Regions from separate parts of the Mus musculus genome. Here region 1 is linked to region 2. Evidence: chromatin contacts called from public HiChIP or PLAC-seq data. All regions are on one chromosome and are shown on one strand. Each heading gives the region's core, a stretch centred on a gene start, on an enhancer-like site or on the middle of the called end of the contact. The rest is flanking DNA. Distances are from core to core; before and after follow the strand shown.

What was found. HiChIP or PLAC-seq counts read pairs in DNA pulled down with a chosen protein or histone mark.
Region 1: a contact with region 2 is called in an H3K4me3 HiChIP or PLAC-seq map of bone marrow-derived macrophages, with 2.6 times the contacts expected there. The contact joins the enhancer-like site here to the promoter of Suv39h2 in region 2. A contact is called at or near these places in 8 of 39 promoter capture datasets (the C10 cell line, the HPC-7 cell line, HPC-7-derived erythroid cells and 5 more), 1 of 484 Hi-C or Micro-C datasets (olfactory sensory neurons), 13 of 115 datasets of contacts at active chromatin or transcription factors (the 230-238 cell line, the SCID.adh cell line, T-cell acute lymphoblastic leukemia and 9 more) and 3 of 9 other capture datasets (adipose tissue, liver and macrophages).

What each region holds. Positions count from the first base shown.
Region 1 is chr2:3,758,201-3,762,063 of GRCm38.p6, reverse strand. The region is part of intron 1 of Fam107b (family with sequence similarity 107, member B); the gene reads right to left. Among named protein-coding and RNA genes, the nearest start is that of Fam107b, 47 kb to the right of the region's middle. Within about 2 kb of position 1,618, at least 27 of the 459 cell types and tissues checked have an H3K27ac peak or open chromatin away from gene starts, as enhancers often do. A contact at or near this core is called in bone marrow-derived macrophages and memory CD8 T cells, where this site is marked.
Region 2 is chr2:3,473,531-3,477,446 of GRCm38.p6, reverse strand. It overlaps Suv39h2 (suppressor of variegation 3-9 2), which reads left to right and starts at 2,461. Exons shown (of 6, transcript NM_022724.4): 1 at 2,461-2,744. The coding sequence starts at 2,501. It also overlaps a transcript of Dclre1c not described here.

The DNA.
Region 1 (3,863 bases), core at 369-2,868, 290 kb before region 2:
ATCTCTATCCATCACCCGAGGAGATGGTGCACAGCTGCCTGGCCTCCTTCCCATGTTTCCATAATCAGGTCGTCAGGCAGACTTCTAATATCAGGATCCAGCTCTCCCACAGCAGCCTTACACACACATGCGCACACGCGTGCGAGCACACACACACACACACACACACACACACACACCCATCTCTTATGGTTTTCCTCCCACATATAATTCCATCCTCCAGAACAATGAAAACTCCATACATCTTTCAAAGACCTAGCTTGTTTGTAAACAACATAGTATTCCTAAATGGGATAGCTCCCTCTTATCTCAACTGAAGTGGAAGATTCAACCCAGCGCTCTCCTGCTCCCAAGGACTTAACACTTAGTCCTCTGCCCTAGAAGCTAACTTTCCATACCATCTGTCTTAGTCAGGGTTTCTATTCCTGCACAAACATCATGACCAAGAAGCAAGTTGGGAAGGAAAGGGTTTGTTCAGCTTACACTTCCATGCTGCTGTTCATCACCAAAGGAAGTCAGGAACTCAAACAGGTCAGGGAGCAGGAGCTGATGCAGAGGCCATGGAGGGATGTTCTTTACTGGTTTGCTTCCCCTGGCTTGCTCAGCCTGTTCTCTTATAGAACCCAAGACTACCAGCCCAGGGATGGCCCCACCCACAAGGGGCCTTTCCCCCTTGATCACTAATTGAGAAAATGCCTTACAGCTGGATCTCATGGAGGCATTTCCTCAACTGAAGCTCCTTTCTCTGTGGTAACTCCAGCTGTGTCAAGTTGACACAAAACTAGCCAGTACACCATCTCTGGTGTGTCTCTGCAAAGACAGATTCTAACAGCACAGCAGAAAGACCTCTGGCCACCACCTCTTCCCACCTCAAGCACAATGCCTCTTGCCTAAGCCACATGAAGCAGAAGCAGTCACACCATGACACCATCTATTAGAAATCTGGGGCTGTCAATTACTTGTGCCCTTGGTTGAGTCCCATGAGACCTGCTGTGCCTCAAGTCTTACTCCATTCACATTGCTTTGCTTGCCACAGCCCACCCACCCCCTGCACTGGGTATCACACTAAGGGTCACCCAACAATGTACTAACTGGAGGATGCACATACTGAGGGATCAAAATACACTGGAGTCACTAACCTCACTAGGTTCTTTCTTCTCTGACTCTGCCACTGTCATTTCTTTCTGTCCCCATGGGATACAGTAAATACTTCTGTCAGGATCCTAAAATTCTAACTTTTGTCATCCCTCCTCTTAAGCCAGCAGAGGAGAGACCTGACTCTTCCAAATTCCTTGTCCTGAGAAATACCACATGTTGTTCCGCTGAATGTGACTAGGAGCTATTCATGCCAAGCCTAGACGGTGGGCCTTGGGTTTACAAAAGAAGCCGTGAAACAAGGAGGGCAGGCAGGCCAGCACACGCTCTGAGCAAAGTCCTTCTCTAACCTGCTCTCAAGTGCTTGGCACAAGTTCTAGACAAGTTCTATTTGCTAGAGATCTGTACAGGGAACCTGTGTTCATTTTCCCAAGTAACTGCTCTGCTTCCTCTTAAGATGGCTCAGTGGAAGTCCATACACAGGACTGGGCTGGAGAACGGATCAGCAGAAAAGGCATGTGTGCCAGCCCCGAGGACTTCAGTTCAGTTCCCAAATTTAACATGAGGAAAGGACAGAAACAACTTCCTCATACTGTCTTCTGACTGCCAAAGGTTTGCTGTGACATCCATTAGTATGTGCAAGCCATCACCAAGGTTTTAGCCACCAACAGATAACACAGATTTGTGTCAGGTGCAAAATAAATACTAGAATAATAAGTTCATATAAATGTTCCCCTGAAATAATTAGTAGCTAGTTAATATGCAACACATGAATCTAAATAAACCTCCAAGCAACTGAAAGGCTGCCTAATTGATGATCCTGTTAATAATTGATTGCCCAATACTCACTGGCCTTAAAAATTGCTTCAGACTGATACATAATACCTATCATGTCTGAGAGTGGCCAGTATGCACTTTAGATGGAAGAGTGTCCCTTTCTCCTGCATAAAGTGTTTTGAAGAAGTCTGAGGTTCAAGGGCCCTGGGTTCCACTGGTACAGCACTCTGGTCTAAGAGTGTCACCCAGTGGTAAAAGGCACAAGGTGTGCTCAGAGCCACTGGCACTCTCCTAAAGAAAGCACTGGCCATTATTCCGTCACTACAAGGAAAAAGAAAAAAAATTATTTTGAATTACAATACAGTAACTAGCAGATAATTTCTAAAACATAAAGAGGAGAGAGCCATTCTCTGTCCAAGACTACTCAGAAGCATCAGTGAGCCACACAGGAAGAAGAGCCACCCCTGTGAGCAGCAGCACTGCAGGCAGACCTGAGCCCACAACCCCAGGCCGAAGAAGTGACTAGAGTGAAGCTGGCTCTCAGCTCTGCTGTCTGTACCAGATGTGCCCGCTACAGTTCTGCCATCTTAGTGTGAGAGCTGAGGACTCTCAGCATCCAACTCCACTCCAAGGTAGGCTCTTTGATTCCACAAATTAAGAGAAGACCAAGGAAGAAAAGGAGGAGGAAGAAAGAAACAGGACCTGGGAGGTGGCTCAGCAAGTAAGATAAGCCAAATAAGCTCAGCCGACGACCTGCACTTGATGCCCAGGACCCACAGTGGAAGGAGAGAACTCATCCTGAGAGCTGTTACCTGACCTCCAAAGAGCTCCACAGCATGTGCATACACACACAGACACCCTCCAACACAAAGACAGGCACGCACGTAATAACAAATACATTTTTTAAAGGAGCAACATAAACTTCACTTGTTTACATGGTGAAGCTCAACTGAAAATAATCAGTTTCCTGGGGCTATAACTCAATGGTAAGGCCCCTGTTTGGCATGTATGGGTCCTTGGGTTTGATCTCCATCATTGCTAAACAAACAAATGAATAATGAAAATGTACTTATCTGTACAAAGGAAAAGCTAAGCCAGATGACCTGGAGGTCCTTTGAGAGTTAAACATTTTGATGAAAGAGGAGTTGAACTTACCCATTGACTCAACCAGCCTGGCATAGTGTTGAGGGCTGCAGAGCATCTGACATCCAATAGAGAGCGCTCCCCTCAGATTCCACAGAGGCCCCAGGAGGACCTCCACTCTGCCCCTTAGGACCCCCTCCTACACACCCACACTGAGTAGGCCTTCTGAGCGGGTTTTCAGTTTTCCTCACCTATCTATCCTCCCTCTATGTCTGTCTACCAGAGTCAAGCAGTGAGTCCCAGGGCTAGAGAGGGCCAAAGAGAACAAAGAACTTACACTTCATTCAATCCAAACACCAATTCCTTTGTGGTAGAGTGATGGCTCGGCAGTTTACAACAGTTACTGCTCTTCCAGAGGACCCATGCTCAGTTACCAACATCCACAATGAATGGCTCACAACCACCTGTATGTAACCCATGTTCCAGGGTGATCTGACGCCCTCTTCTGGCCTCTATGGGTACTGTACTCAATGTACACACATGCATCTAGACATACACTCACACGCATAACTAAGGGATAAGTCACGCAGAACAAGATCCCACGAACACCATCATCTCATTCCTCAGCTTTCCACTGAGGCAAAAGAGAGGCCGTGACCATGTGGCAGCAGCACATTACCATCTGTGGCAAGAAGAGCTCATCAGGGCCTACCCTGCTTTTCACAGTCGCCTATATGTTATAGTATATATACGATATTGTATATATCACAGCATCATGGCTTTCCTTCAAATTTGAACCATAAAAGCTGCTCTGAAAAAAAAAAAGTACAGACCAGCCTGTGCACTGCTCCCCGCCTGTGCACTGCTCCCTGACTCTCCTTGACTTGTGTTTACCTTCTCTAAAAATG
Region 2 (3,916 bases), core at 1,212-3,711:
CGATAGCTGATGTTTACCATGACCCTCGGTTGAATCTCAGGACCTTTACCTTCTTACAAATTCTTTTGACCAAGCAGTATGGCCTTGCCCTGCAGTCTAGGTTATTTAGGAAGCTGAGGCAGGAGGGTCATTTGAACCCAGGAATTCAGAAATAGCCTGGAAAACTTGAGGTGATCCTGTCCCTTAAAAAAGTAAAGTTGATAATCCAAAGAGCTTTTGTTTATAATATATACAACTTCTTAGACAGTTAAAGAGTTTTCAAGTTATTCAATAGATTTTTAAAATAATTTTATTTTGTTTTGTTTTGTTTTTTTGAGACAGGGTTTCTCTGTGTAGCCCTGGCTGTCCTGGAACTCACTCTGTAGACCAGGCTGTCCTTGAACTCAGAAATCCACCTGCCTCTGCCTCGCGAGTGCTGGGATTAAAGGCATGCGCCGCTATGCCCGGCTAAAATAACTTTAAAATGTAAAAAGTAATTGAGCACGTTCTTCATGGGAATAGCATCTTTATAAAAACTTTTGAAACAGAAGCTCTAGCAGGAAGTGTTTGGTATTGTGTATTCTTTTCAAGCCTCTTAACATCTTGCTTGACCAGGAGATAGCTATGTTTTAATATATACTTTCCTCTGTTAGGATATGATACATGTTGTATGAGTTCTGGAAAATTACAGTACATCCATGAGAAAAACCACAGAGATCAAATGACAGGGCATTCCTGGAATCCGGGAGAAAGTGCTTGGTGCCATTCAGCGAGGAGGACATGTTCTGAGAGGTGTGTTTTGTGCAGGTTAGTGTGTAAAGATCACAGAACACTTGCAGAGCTGCTAACCATGTCACCAGGAGACAAAGTTGTTACACAGGGAAGACTGGGGTTCTGTGTTCATGGGTTTCCTGAGAGGCTTCGGGCCTACTCTTCTACACTCTGAGAATAGAGAGTAGACACTGAGGAAGGTTGGAGTGGCTGGCTCTACTCTATGCCCTAGAATTAAGAAAAACAAGGGAGCCAGGCAGTGGTGGCACATACCTTTAATCCCAGCACTCGGAAGGCAGAGGCAGGTGGATTTCTGAGTTCGAGGCCAGCCCTGGTCTACAAAGTGAGTTCCAGGACAGCCAGGGCTACACAGAGAAACCCTGTCTAAAAAACAAACAAAAAAACACAGAGCCTTGGATCTATCAGACAACTGCTATTCCACCAAGCTATCCTCTGCTTCCAGCATCCTTTGCCAATTTTTAAAATAAAACTTAGCAAGACCAAAAATATTTGTAAGACTCTACCCTGACCGTTTTTTGACAAAAGCTTTTAAAGAAGAGCTAGAGAACAAAGCCAGACAGAATGCCTGAGTGGCCTCTGAAGAAGTAACATTTGAGTTAAATCTAGTCACGTGAGAGGGAGCAGCACATGAAGGGGAGTCAGTCAGTTCTTTGATCTAGACCGTGATTTCCAGTTTAAAGTGTTTATTGGGGGAGAAGGGAGCTTTGGCTAGCACCTGTAATTCCAGCTCACCAAAGTGGAAGCAAAAGGGTCAGGACTTGAACATGCTTCTCAGACAAAGCAAGTCTGAGGCTTGTTTCATTTTCTGTTTTAAAGTCTCCTTAGCTGGGTGGGAAGTGGCTGGAAGGGGAGCAATGGAGAGGTCAAGGCAGCTAGGCTGTTTTGGCTGAAGAGAAGACAGGCAGTATGTGCTTGTGAATAGCATTGACATGACTGGCTTACAGAATTGCCGATGGTCTTTTGTGTATAATGGTTCCTCTTACAAGTTTTCAGATTTACAGTGGTAAAACCGAGAACGACCTGACTCTCCCCAAGCATATATGGCTAAAACCTGCCCTCAGCTTAAGTCTGTTAATGTTAGTAAGTCCTTGTCCTAAGTGTACCTTTTACGTTTGCCTTAACTAAGAGGGTTCTTGGCGGGGTTGGTTGGATTCTCACAATTGTCAGGCTTTTCCTTTGAGTCCAGCTGCTACATGGCCACATCAACTCATCAGAATCTCTTTGAGTGGTTTAAACAGACAGCACCTCTCCAGGTGAACCCAACATGCAGTCAAATTTTAAGATCCTGAGTCCTGGTGGTGTGGAGTGAAAGGAAAAGTAGTGGGGCTTCGTTGGGTTGAAGTGCTGAGGAACAAGAGTGGGAAAGGAGCTACCTGCGCACACTAACCCCGCACAGCCTATTTTGCGTTTTGTGGCGGGCACGTCAGGTCTTTGTGAAGCGACTCAGGGGACCGCATGAAGAATCATGGCAAGCGACCTCCGAAGTCAAAGCGAGTAACAAGCCAGCGACGGGCAGGGCCAGTTTCCACGGAAGGCCCCGCCCCTTCCCGCCCCCACCGTGCGGCGCAGGCGCGGTAGCTACCACCGCAGGGGTCGGTCTCCGCTGACGTCAGAACGCCTCGCTCCTCTCAGCCTCCCCGCTCCGGAGTCCCTGGCGGGCCGGGGCGGGGCGTGTGGCCAGCTGAGTTCTTCGGGCTGACCGCGCCAGTTTGAATGAAAGCTCCGCAAGATGGCGGCGGCCAGGGCCAAGGCACGGGGCAGTGAGGCAGGAGCGCGGTGTCACCGGGCTCCAGGTCCGCCCCCGAGGCCCAAGGCCAGGCGAACGGCGAGACGCCGCCGCGCGGAGACCCTGACGGCGCGACGCTCGCGGCCGTCTGCGGGCGAGAGGCGCGCCGGCTCCCAGCGAGCGTGGTCCGGAGCTCCGCGGGCCGCGGTCTTTGGCGACGAGTGTGCACGAGGTGCCTTATTCAAGGGTGAGCAGGAAAGCACACGCGCTGCGGCGGTAGCGGTCGCCACCTCCGAGCCGGGGGTTGGGGGTGGTGGCGGGGCTGAGGTGCGGTGCTGGAGAAAGGGAATCCCCTGGTGCCTGCGTTCGAGCGGGTCTGGCCTCGCCGTGAAGCGCCTGCACACGCAGCCCTGAGCTCCGGGAAACTTTGGGGGGCCCGGCTGGAACTTGCAGGTTATTTCTGTGGATGCTGAAGCCGGGGCACGCAGTGCGCGTGCGTGCGCTCGAGTCGCGCGCCCTTTGAAAGTCTGGGTTGTGCAAAGCCTTCTGGAATGAAAAGGTTGTTCTCCAGCTCTTTCCTCCGCTCCACCCAGATGGTGACACTATTATTCCCGTAGGTAGCTCTTGCCTCCTTGAAGCGTGGTGGGGATGGGATGGTGGAATGGTTTTTATAAACGGGATGTTATAATCTAGACAATGAGGCGTTTTCCTCTCATCATTTTTGGCTGTGGGATTTTGTAAACCAAGTGTTGGCAATTTTTCTTTTTAACATTTCGAGATGCCCCCAAAATGTAGCATTTCTGTTGCGAGGGGCGGTGCATTGTAATTACACGTAACGCTTCGTTATGACGTTTTCATACGAATATATGTACGTTGATCCTCCGATTCAACACCACCCTCCATTATAGTGTTGTGTTTTCAGATTCTCAGCTAGGGGTAAAAATTGAAAAGATAAATAAAACAGCAAACAACTTGGTTACATAAACAAGAGGACTCTCCTTTGCAGATGATTAGCATAAGGAGATTAGCATTAAGACAAAACAGCCTTAAGATTTTTAGAAGCGATTTATGAGACGTTTTTTACAGCTTTCTTGTCTCCAAACCGCCACACCTAAGCAAATAAATGTATTCTGGCAAATTTGAAGGAAAGTCTTTTTGCAGGTGCCAGAAATATGAGTTGTTTGCAGTCACTGGAGTTCGGAAGCTATCCTCACTGGTTTCTGACAATGAAGTCCTTACTGGGAAGGATGAGGAAGGACTGCGGGGAAAATTTGAGCGGTTACGCTGTCCCTTCCTGGAAACTTACCTTAAAAAGGTTTTTGCCCACCACTTCGGAGAACTAAAGACAGCTTGATGAGTTAGAGATACATTTTCTTTGGTCACCTCTGTTCTCAACAAAACACACTTTTTTCCAGTGAA